Linked DNA regions of Bombyx mori: region 2 is linked to region 1. The links are chromatin contacts, called in public Hi-C maps. All regions are on one chromosome and are shown on one strand. The core of a region is the stretch at or near the end of the contact, and the rest is flanking DNA. Distances in the headings are between cores, read along the strand shown. Region 1 holds the start of LOC101737263. Region 2 overlaps LOC101737263.

Region 1 (4,894 bases), core at 1,299-3,798:
CATTTACGTTGTAGATGTCTATGGGCTTCAGTAACCATTTAACACCAGGCAGGCTGTGAGCTCGTCCACCCATCTAAGCAATAAAAAAAGTTGATAGTCTATTTTTTATGAATTTGCTAATTTCCAAAGCTTATACTCTTTGTAATTAAAAAAAATTATCATCCACACATTATTTTACTGTCTATGTTTTGCTGAGCTTTTACTATCAGGAAGTAAGTTTGCTTTTCTGATTACTAATTACTATGGCAATTCATTATAAAAAATCTTACCTTGGTTCTTGGTCTCCCTCTCCCCCTCTTTACAACAGCATCATTTGAATCTTCACTTTTAGTCTTTTTAACTACATTATTACTTTTGGCACTTTTTTCTTTACATTTCAATGCATCTTTACTGTCATCACTAGCTTTATCATTGTCACTATCACTCCTAGACTTCAATTGTGACTTTGATGGAGAACATTTAGAAGGTAAAGTTTTAGAGACTGCCTTCAAGGGTATATCATCATCACTTGATGAATCTGATGAACATTTACTGCATGAATCTGAACTAGAACTAGTTTCTGATAGTTGAGATTTCTTTTTGACTGCTGTGGTTCGCTCTTTAACAGGAGTACTAGTACTTGAGTTTGTTTTCTTTTTTACAGTTGGTTTGGCAGCCTTCTTGGGTAAAACTTTTCTAGGTGGTATGGCTGCTATTTTCAGTTTTAAGCCAGTATCACAAGATGTGACTGAAAAGTGTGGTTTCCGAGCCAAACTCTGTTTAGCATTCGAACACTTCCAGTCACTGCCTGATGATTCAGTAGAGACACTATTCTGTAAAACAATAATTAAATTTCATATTTGTTGTGAGATCAGAATATTTTAATTATAAGACTATCCATAAGAAAAAACAGGTATATGATGCGGTTTATTCATGCTACTGTTAGTACTACCCATCATATAGCTATCCCTGTTGGTATATTCTTCTTTGTCATATCAATCTTGTCGCAGTGATCATGGTCATCACTCAGTACCTATCATTGCTGTGTTCAAATGTTATGTACCTCATGAGTAATCACCACTTCTCCTGGTTATATACCATTACTACATTATTATTAGTAGTAATATACTACTACTATCCCTAGTATTATATCACTGGTATGAGGATTTCCTAATTTACTTTCTAACCTAATTCTGCATTTCTTATCTAATCTGTTGGTAAGGTGCACTGTATTCTAGGACAGGTCGGTACTGGATATTTCAGCAAAGTACTTATGCATTCTAGTTTGTCATTAGAACAACATATAATCAATACAACTGTAAGGCAATTAACATTTTAGCCTCATGCCTCAAGGTGTACATGGGCAGTCAAGGTGATATCTATGGGTTCAGGTAACCATTTATCATCAATACTTAACTTGTAAACTTAATATACTTTAACTTTTGAATATACTTTTATAAATTTACCAAACTTCCAAAAGAACTCCAAATATAATACGGACTTTTTAAGTCAGAGAGAACCAGAACTAAAAAAATGTTTTGTACTTTCAACTTTAGGAATCAACAAAATTTTTATATACAATACTAACCTCTGAATCACTATTAGAATCAGTTTCACCGCTTGAATTCTGGTTTTTTGGTAAGTCTGTGCTCATTTCTGTAAATAAATAATTTATTATTAAATACTCACCCAAAATAAAATGAAATTTAACTAATACAAAATATAAATAAACACTGAGTTTTATGAGCCAACCTTGAACTTGATGCAAGTAGAAATATAATACTGTAATTAAGTTTTTGTCAATGTTTAAAGCTATGTTATGTGTTTATCAAGCACTATAGGCCTTACTCTAGTTTTACTATTAGAACTTTAATAATCGATCTCTCTGACATAAATATGTCGTACAAAACATGTTGTATTTAATGTTTTTTTTTTCAAATTTAGTCTATATGCGTGAAGTACTTACTTCAAGGTTGGTCAAGATGTTTCCAAATACGATAGCATGAATCCCCTCATTTCAATCAAAACTCCGTAATGGTACAGTTATCTAAAAAGTAAAATAGCTGTAAGCAAAATTATTATACAGCATTACTTATTTACGCCTTATTACGAATATTTACTGTAAATATTGAATTTCTTTACAGCCTAATTTGTAAGAATGACAGTTCTGACGACACTTGAAGGTCCACTTTTAAACGCAATGAAATTGAGCGCTATCGGTAAACCAATAGAAACATTAACTGAAATACAATTAGATATTTTAGAAATTGTTCTTCCTTCGTGTAAGACCCGTCATATTAGGCATGCATAACGGTCTTTTAGGGCATTGGCGCCAAGTGCATACGTTTACGATTCTAATTTATAAAGAGAAACTCATAACATCACTATAGAAACTAAACATAAATTGATTAATATACCGAATGAAAGTATCTTACGAACCACAAAAATAAACTCCATCAAGAAATTAAACAAAACAATCCGAAAACAAGAATTACTTCACAGTATAGCATAACTTGGCCTCCATGTTTACAAATCACTTCGTATAAAAATTGGACATCATACGTAAGTACCGTACAATGGGGTAAATAGGGACAAAATCGACCTTCAGATTGAATTTTAAAATAGTTCCAATTAAATAGTCACTGCTCAACCAAAGAAATAAGTTGAGTCTTGAACGTACCTAGGTGATAAAAACCGTTACATAATTTTAATTATTAATTTTAAAGAAATAATCGGTAAAATAATGGCCGTCCCAATTTACCCAGCGTCCGGGGTAAATTGACACGGTTAAGGGTTAAATTGGGATATTTGTAAGGGTTGTCAACTCGCAGTACTGCGATATGTAGGTAGGTGCCATATAATTATTTATATGGACCGAAATGATGAATACAATCCATAATTTAAGCACAATACACAACATAGTGTAAATTAAGCTGGTTTCTATTCCGAAGCGATGTGACGTGAATGATAATCAACAATAAATTGATCAAAAAAAGTATGTGCATGTTATATTTTAGAAAATTATTATTTAATTTCCTTAAAAATCACAACTCTGAAACAAAATGATAAAATAGAATAAAAAATAGAAAACAAAAGGACTGGAAATGCAATAATACAATTTTATTTAATCAACATTTTCAAAATAATCTTTGAGCAAGAGTAACATATCAGGTGAATAAGATAAAAAAACAGCTTTATCTGATTACTGCCAATAATAACAAAAATAAAAGAAATTCTTTCTAAGCTAAATAACTAAACTCAATTAATTCACTCACTCATAATTGGATATCTCGGATTTTTAATTAATGTTACATTTAAAATCTGAGGCCTGTTTTTATTTGTGTGTGCGTTTTGAATGTTAACAAAATCATGATTCGACGCGTGAATAGATTCTGAAATAACAAAAGTTTTGCTTCGTTTGAGTTCTTTTAACTTTTAATTTTTTTTATTGCTATAAAGAACATACGACCGGGCAGATATTACAAGGTAAATGTCGCGAAAAAAAAGTAATTATATATATATACTTTTTTTTTACCTATAATACTTACATAAACTAACTGATAAACACATTAACCTTCTTTACATCACGCAATTAAGTGATAGTATAGGCTAAAAAATCTATTATAAGATATCAGTGACAACCCTAACAAGCCATCCCTATTTTGTCTTTTCGCGTTCCAATTTTGTGTTTTCTCGTCCCTAATTTTTCCAGTCTCGTTCCCAATTACCCTACATACGTCCCAATTTTCCCCAAAAAGAAAGGAAAAAATATACATTTTTTATTTTGTCGAAATATTGTATTTAAAATAAGAATATTGCAACTTACCGTTTGTTGTGGTATTTCCAGGTGTATTAAAAACTTATATAAACTGTGATCTTATTGAAAAAACAATGATAATATTACTTTTTTTAAAAGTTCTTTAAGCTGTTTTAAAACGCACTTTTCAACCACTATTTTCAATTTAATTTGACGAATTTTTGGGACCAACTTAACTCATATTTAGTACTTCCATAGTTAACTTGGTTTTTCTTCTATACATTGATAAATATTAACATAAACAAAATTAGGTTGATTCCGTGCTACAGGTACTTTGAGAATCTTCCGCAGGTTTGTCCCAATTTACCCCAGGATCCCAATTTACCCCATGTCATGGTAGTAAGTACCTACATAGGTAGGTATACCTATGCTATGGTAAAACCACTAGCCACCAACCTCATGCAAACTTACTAGAGATACCGGCAAAACGGGGTGATTAGGGACAAATTCCAACTTGATGAACAATTTTAAGGTTGTTGTTGATGTTTAAAATGCTATATCAGGATTAAAATGATTGAGCCTTGGGGGTACCTTTGTTATCCAGTTTAAGCAAAAAAAGCAAAAATAGGTGCTATCCCTATTTACCCAGAAATTGCGGTTATTAGGGACGAAATTAGTGTATTGTACGAATGTTCGGGCGCATGTGAGTGGCCGTCATACATTCATTCACAAACTTAGCGGCTACGGCTGTGCAAATGGGGTTCGGTATTCAATTTGCGAACCCGTTTGCGCTTCCTCCTACACTTATTTACGAATATCTCACGAATTTCTCTTCTTTTTTAATTCGTCAATAGAACATTGAAGAGAAAAAGAGTTTTTAACTCTTTCCCAGGCGTCATTAACGGCCATTCTGTTTTTATGGGATTTCTTTTGAGGGTCCCATATGGTCGATTCATTTTGCAGGAGCTCAATGAACTCCATCACCTTGGTGTTGTTCCAATCCATGATGAAGGTACGCTATACAGTAGATGTCACGAACTATGAAAATGGCGAAACGTCCATTACCTTCGTAATCGTGCGCGAAGGATCGCGGTTCGCGCAATTTGGTGTCCGTTAAAAAACCGACACAGCTTGGAAAGCCACGAATGCAGCGAAAAC
Region 2 (4,894 bases), core at 1,650-4,149, 48 kb before region 1:
TTAAGTGGTTACTGGAGCCCATAGACATCTACAACGTAAATGCGCCACCCACCTTGAGATATAAGATCTAAGGTCTCAAGTATAGTTACAACGGCTGCCCCACCCTTCAAACCGAAACGCATTACTGCTTTACGGCAAAAATACGCAGGGTGGTGGTACCTACCCGCGCGGACTCACAAGAGGTCCTACCACTATTAAAAATAAGAAAAACAAGTAAAAGTAAAAATACCAGGTTATCAACATCTGGGCCATTTCTGCCAAAACACAGTCATCAACTTGAACAATGGGACGGACAGATTACATTACATTACATTCGAACTAAAAACTATTTTTTATCAAAATAAACTGTAGCCTATGTATGCAGACAGTGAAATCGTTTTTATAATGACTCTTTAATTATTCCCTCAAACAATCAGAGGTTTTATATTTTTTCTCACACTAATAGTTTTTTTTTATTAAAAAATGTTTTTTTTATTATTCAAAAAAGTTCTGACTTATTAACTTGAACTCACCTTTAGCACTAACTATGGCTCTGTAAAGGGCTTTAAAGACACTCGTTAGTCGCTCGCGGCGCGACAGTGCCGGGTCATCTTCTATCCGGATGAGTCGCTTCACAGTATCGTCTTTGGAAGCTCGCAGCATTTGTAACCGAGATATGAAGACCTCCGGGTTCATAGTGTCTGGGAGGAGCAGCGGATCCACCATGACTACGTCCTGCGTGTTCGAAGGTGTCGCCGGGGGTGGGGGCGGGGAGGGGGGCGACGCCGGCAATGAGAGAGACATACGATCGCGCATGCGTTTTACCTGCGAACAGAATTATTATTAATCAATCAAACGGCAATCATCAATATTCTAAGAAGATTTTTGTCGGATAATTTAACTTTTTTTTTATTAACAAAAAATGTTTACCAAAAATCAAATCACTACATCATTTGCAAGTTTTTCGAGGCACATCATACGACAGATTTCGATTTTTTAAACTAACATTAAAACATGTTTTAGTTGTTAATGTTTTATTTTATTGCACATTCTGAAGAGTTTCACAATAACTGCCCATAAACTTTATTCAATTGTGTTTTGTCTGATTACGTTCACTGGTTTGCCTTACAATAAATTTGACAGTGTGCATGGGCTTTTCAATGATATGATTTAGAGGCAAACGCTTAATATTTGTCTGTTGTTATGTGAACTTTAAAGGGTACAATATATCAGGCACTAGGCCTAGAGTAGATCATTAAAGTTTACTTACAGTTTCCAAGTTTCTAAATAGGAAACAGTGTCGCTCCTTGACCAGATTCCTCTCTTTCGCCGTGAGAGGTTTCATTTGTGGTTCCTGCCACAGTTTGTTCAAGTGCTGTTGGTACTTCAGTATGGTCATGTTCTTGATGTCGCATGTACTAACAGCCTGCTGTTCAGACTTCTTGTTGCATTTGACCGCTTTCCTCGGTCGACCTACCCGTGGTTGGTTTCCGTTGGAGCCTAGCGATTGGTTGGACGCGTTTGACGGCGTCCGTGATTGGGTCTTCAGTGGCTGTTTGGTGATGCGCTGCGATTTTCCACCAATCACACCGCGACAATCTTCCGAATCACATTTACAAGGCTGAAAAGGTTTTTTTTTTAAACTTGTATTCTGACTGCCAATTAATGTGAATTACGTTTAATATATGAAATGACAAACAATATCTAATCTACAAATCAATAACAAACTATCGAACAATGCCAGAAATCAAAGAACCTTCAACTGGCAGCAATTGTACAAATTTTTAAATTATCTATATCACAGGAAAGCCTTATATTTCATCCCATATCATCTCATTTCATTTTATTTCATCCCAGTTGAAATGTCTCAAATTAATCATCTTCATTTCATTTTACACCATTATCATTTTTCATAAAAATAAGAATATAAATTAAAATAAGACAGGACCTAAAGGTCTTAGTTATCAGGTCATAAAATCCCTTAAAAAAATTAGTTATAGGGCCTCTAATGCGTGAATTTTTTAATACAACTCAACACAATAAAATACTCGTAGTGTAACAACGAACAAAAAATTGTTCGACGGTATTTTCTTGAATGTTATTATGATGGGTATTCATACCTGACCGACTGCCGGATTGAACAGCGAGAAGTTGTAATCATAAGTCAATTCCTCGCCCGACTCGATGTCCCGCAGAGCAAACAGGGCCATACGAAACGTGCCTGCAATCAAATCGTTCGTTATAACAACACATTTACGAACGTCTCCAGAGTTTTTAACACTAAAAATATCATAATGGGTCAAATGAACCATTTTGATTTTTTGCATTGAAAATGCACGTGCCATCTTAATGCTTTTGCACATTTGACTTCATGCATTTTTCTTACCAATTAATCTACAGTTATTATACTTTTTTTGTTTGGTTTTGTTTATTTTGCGTAATACTTGCCGTATACCACGGCCGTCTGGTGTAGTGGTAAGTGACATGGTCACTACACAAGGGGGTTGCGGGTTCGAATCCCGCCAAGGGAAGATATTTGTATGATAAATATAAATGTCTTTTCCAGGGTTATGGATGTATATTAAATATATGTATGTGTATAATAAAAATCTTACATTTATTTCCGTTATCTGGTACCTGTAACACAAGTTCTTTACGAACTTATCACGGGACCAATTAACGTGGCGTGATTGTTAGTAAATATTTATTTATTTATTATTTATTTATTTATCTTCCTGCTATAGTAGAAATAGGTACCAGTGAGTGTTTGTATGATTAGTGTTAAAGTAGGAAATCCGCAATCACCATTAGAAGTCCACTTCTGCATTTCACAGTTGGGTCGGCAGGAGTGGTTGACGAACCTGCCGTCGCCGCCCATGCGGTGGCCGTCGATGACGAGCCCGCCGTCCAGGTGCAGGCAGTAGTGGTGCGTGTCGCGCGCGTACCGCGTCGCCATGCGCTCCTGGGCATTTCCACACAGTCACCATTCAGCTCTACCAATAGTACATTGTGCACCAAGGGAGAAAAGTAGGACATTTCCTCCCGCGTGTAAAATTGCCACCCGAGCCGAAAGCTATATACTATATAGGCTATATACTCATAAAAAAACAATTTCAATGTTTTTTAATTTTTAAATAAACTACTAATTGAATAAGAACTGTCTGATGAACTCATCTTTGTTTAATACTTCACTATTAAATTTTATTGCCTTTTGTTTATTACACTTTTACACTAAGCACAATATTGCAAATTACCCGAGCACAACAATGGCGGAGAATTTTAGGTGCGTGAGAGCAGACGTAGACACTAACGCGCATGCGCACTTGTAAGTACCCACAGAGGAAAAGTTACACTTTCTTTCCTGTACAACGGGACGAAAACCGAACTTTTGGCGTAGGTAGGAGAAAAAAATATTTGTTGCTTTGCAAACGGTACCGCTTATATTTCCAAACTCACCTTAAACTCTTTATCGGAGACGACCTCGCCGACGTATTCTAGTATGAAGTCGCCCGACGTGATCTTATGCTTGGTGCGCACGCCCCAACCTTTGTTCTCGGTCATGAATTTCTCCAAGCCGGACGCCCACTCGTGACGTTGTATCCTTTGATTCTTACATTTATCTCTGCAGATTTCAAACATAATGGTATAAACATATTGATGACTATAAAAAAAAACAGGAATCATTCTCATTACTGATGAGAGAACAACCCTTATACTGCTAAGAATGAATCATGAATGAATGCCTACTGGTGGTAGGACCTCTTGTGAGTCCGCACAGGTAGGTACCACAACCCTGGCTATTTCTGCCGTGAAGCAGTAATGCGTTTCGGTTTGAAGGGTAGGACAGCTGTTGTAACTATACCGAGACCTTAGAACTCATGTCTCATAGTGGGTGGCGCGTTTACGTTGTAGATGTCTATGGGCTCCAGTAACCACTTAACACCAGGTGGGCTGTGAGCTCGTCCACCCATTTAAGCAATAAAAAATTTATCAGAAATTCTAAATGAAAACATTACATTTCTTATGCTATTATTATTATTTTTTATTGCCTTTGTAGGCAGACGAGCATACGGCCCACCTGATGGTGAGTGGTTACCGTCGCCCATGGACTTCAGCAATGCCAAGGGCAGAGCCAAGCCGCTGCCTACAAAATTAAGGCGAGTATCAAAACGAAATAATATAGAAAGAATCAACTCACACACAAGGGCACAGCTGAGGAGAACATTCGGAATAAACAAGTCTGTTGATACAGTCCTCGTTGCAGCCGGACTGCGGGGCGCAGTTGCACGCCACGCTCTCGCACTCCTCGGCCGACGGCTTCACGTCGTAGTACACGTCTGGCCGAGGATATTGCAATTTGTTTCATTAAATGTATTTACACAGTTTATAAGGATCACAGAGATAGGAAAATTATTCAATTTTTATATAAAAAGTATGTAAGTATGTATGTAGTGAGCTTTGGCAGGAATAATGGCAGGAAGATTGGCCGATATGAAACATTAATATTACTTTGTACAGATGTAAATAGATGCGTAAAAGGATAGTATACGACATTTGTGGCATAATGAACAATAAAACATTGATATTAACACGTTCGCGTGAGCAACCTCATTTCTGAATATTGCTACTGTGGCACACCTTTTTCCCATACAAAGTTTAGGAACGTCTAAAAACAACCCGCTGTAGTACGTACATCTTACGTCATGGCGCTAAGTAGATGCGCCATAGGAATTTGCCCATATTTCTGCCGTGAAGCAGTAATTTTCGATCTGAAGGGTAGGGCAGCCGTTGTAACTATACTGAGACCTTAGAACTTATATCTCAAGGTGGGTGGCACATTTACGTTGTAGGTGTCTATGGGCTCCAGTAACCACTTAACACCAGGTATCAAAGCAATAAAAAAAAAAAAAAATAG

The links. A called contact is a pair of places that touch in the nucleus more often than the background predicts.
Region 2: a contact with region 1 is called in a Hi-C map of middle silk gland, with 2.1 times the contacts expected there. The contact joins the enhancer-like site here to the promoter of LOC101737263 in region 1. A contact is called at or near these places in 6 of 7 Hi-C or Micro-C datasets (middle silk gland, posterior silk gland, an unstated tissue and 1 more).

What each region holds. Positions count from the first base shown.
Region 1 is chr21:4,816,417-4,821,310 of ASM3026992v2, reverse strand. It overlaps LOC101737263, which reads right to left and starts at 2,548. Exons shown (of 23, transcript XM_038018626.2): 1 at 2,419-2,548; 2 at 1,946-2,042; 3 at 1,568-1,635; 4 at 270-812. The coding sequence starts at 1,633.
Region 2 is chr21:4,865,101-4,869,994 of ASM3026992v2, reverse strand. It overlaps LOC101737263, which reads right to left. Exons shown (of 23, transcript XM_038018626.2): 9 at 4,178-4,316; 10 at 3,436-3,601; 11 at 2,785-2,941; 12 at 2,100-2,200; 13 at 1,250-1,600; 14 at 513-804. Among protein-coding and RNA genes, the nearest start is that of LOC134200849, 6.6 kb to the left of the region's middle. Within about 2 kb of position 2,899, at least 3 of the 8 cell types and tissues checked have open chromatin away from gene starts, as enhancers often do.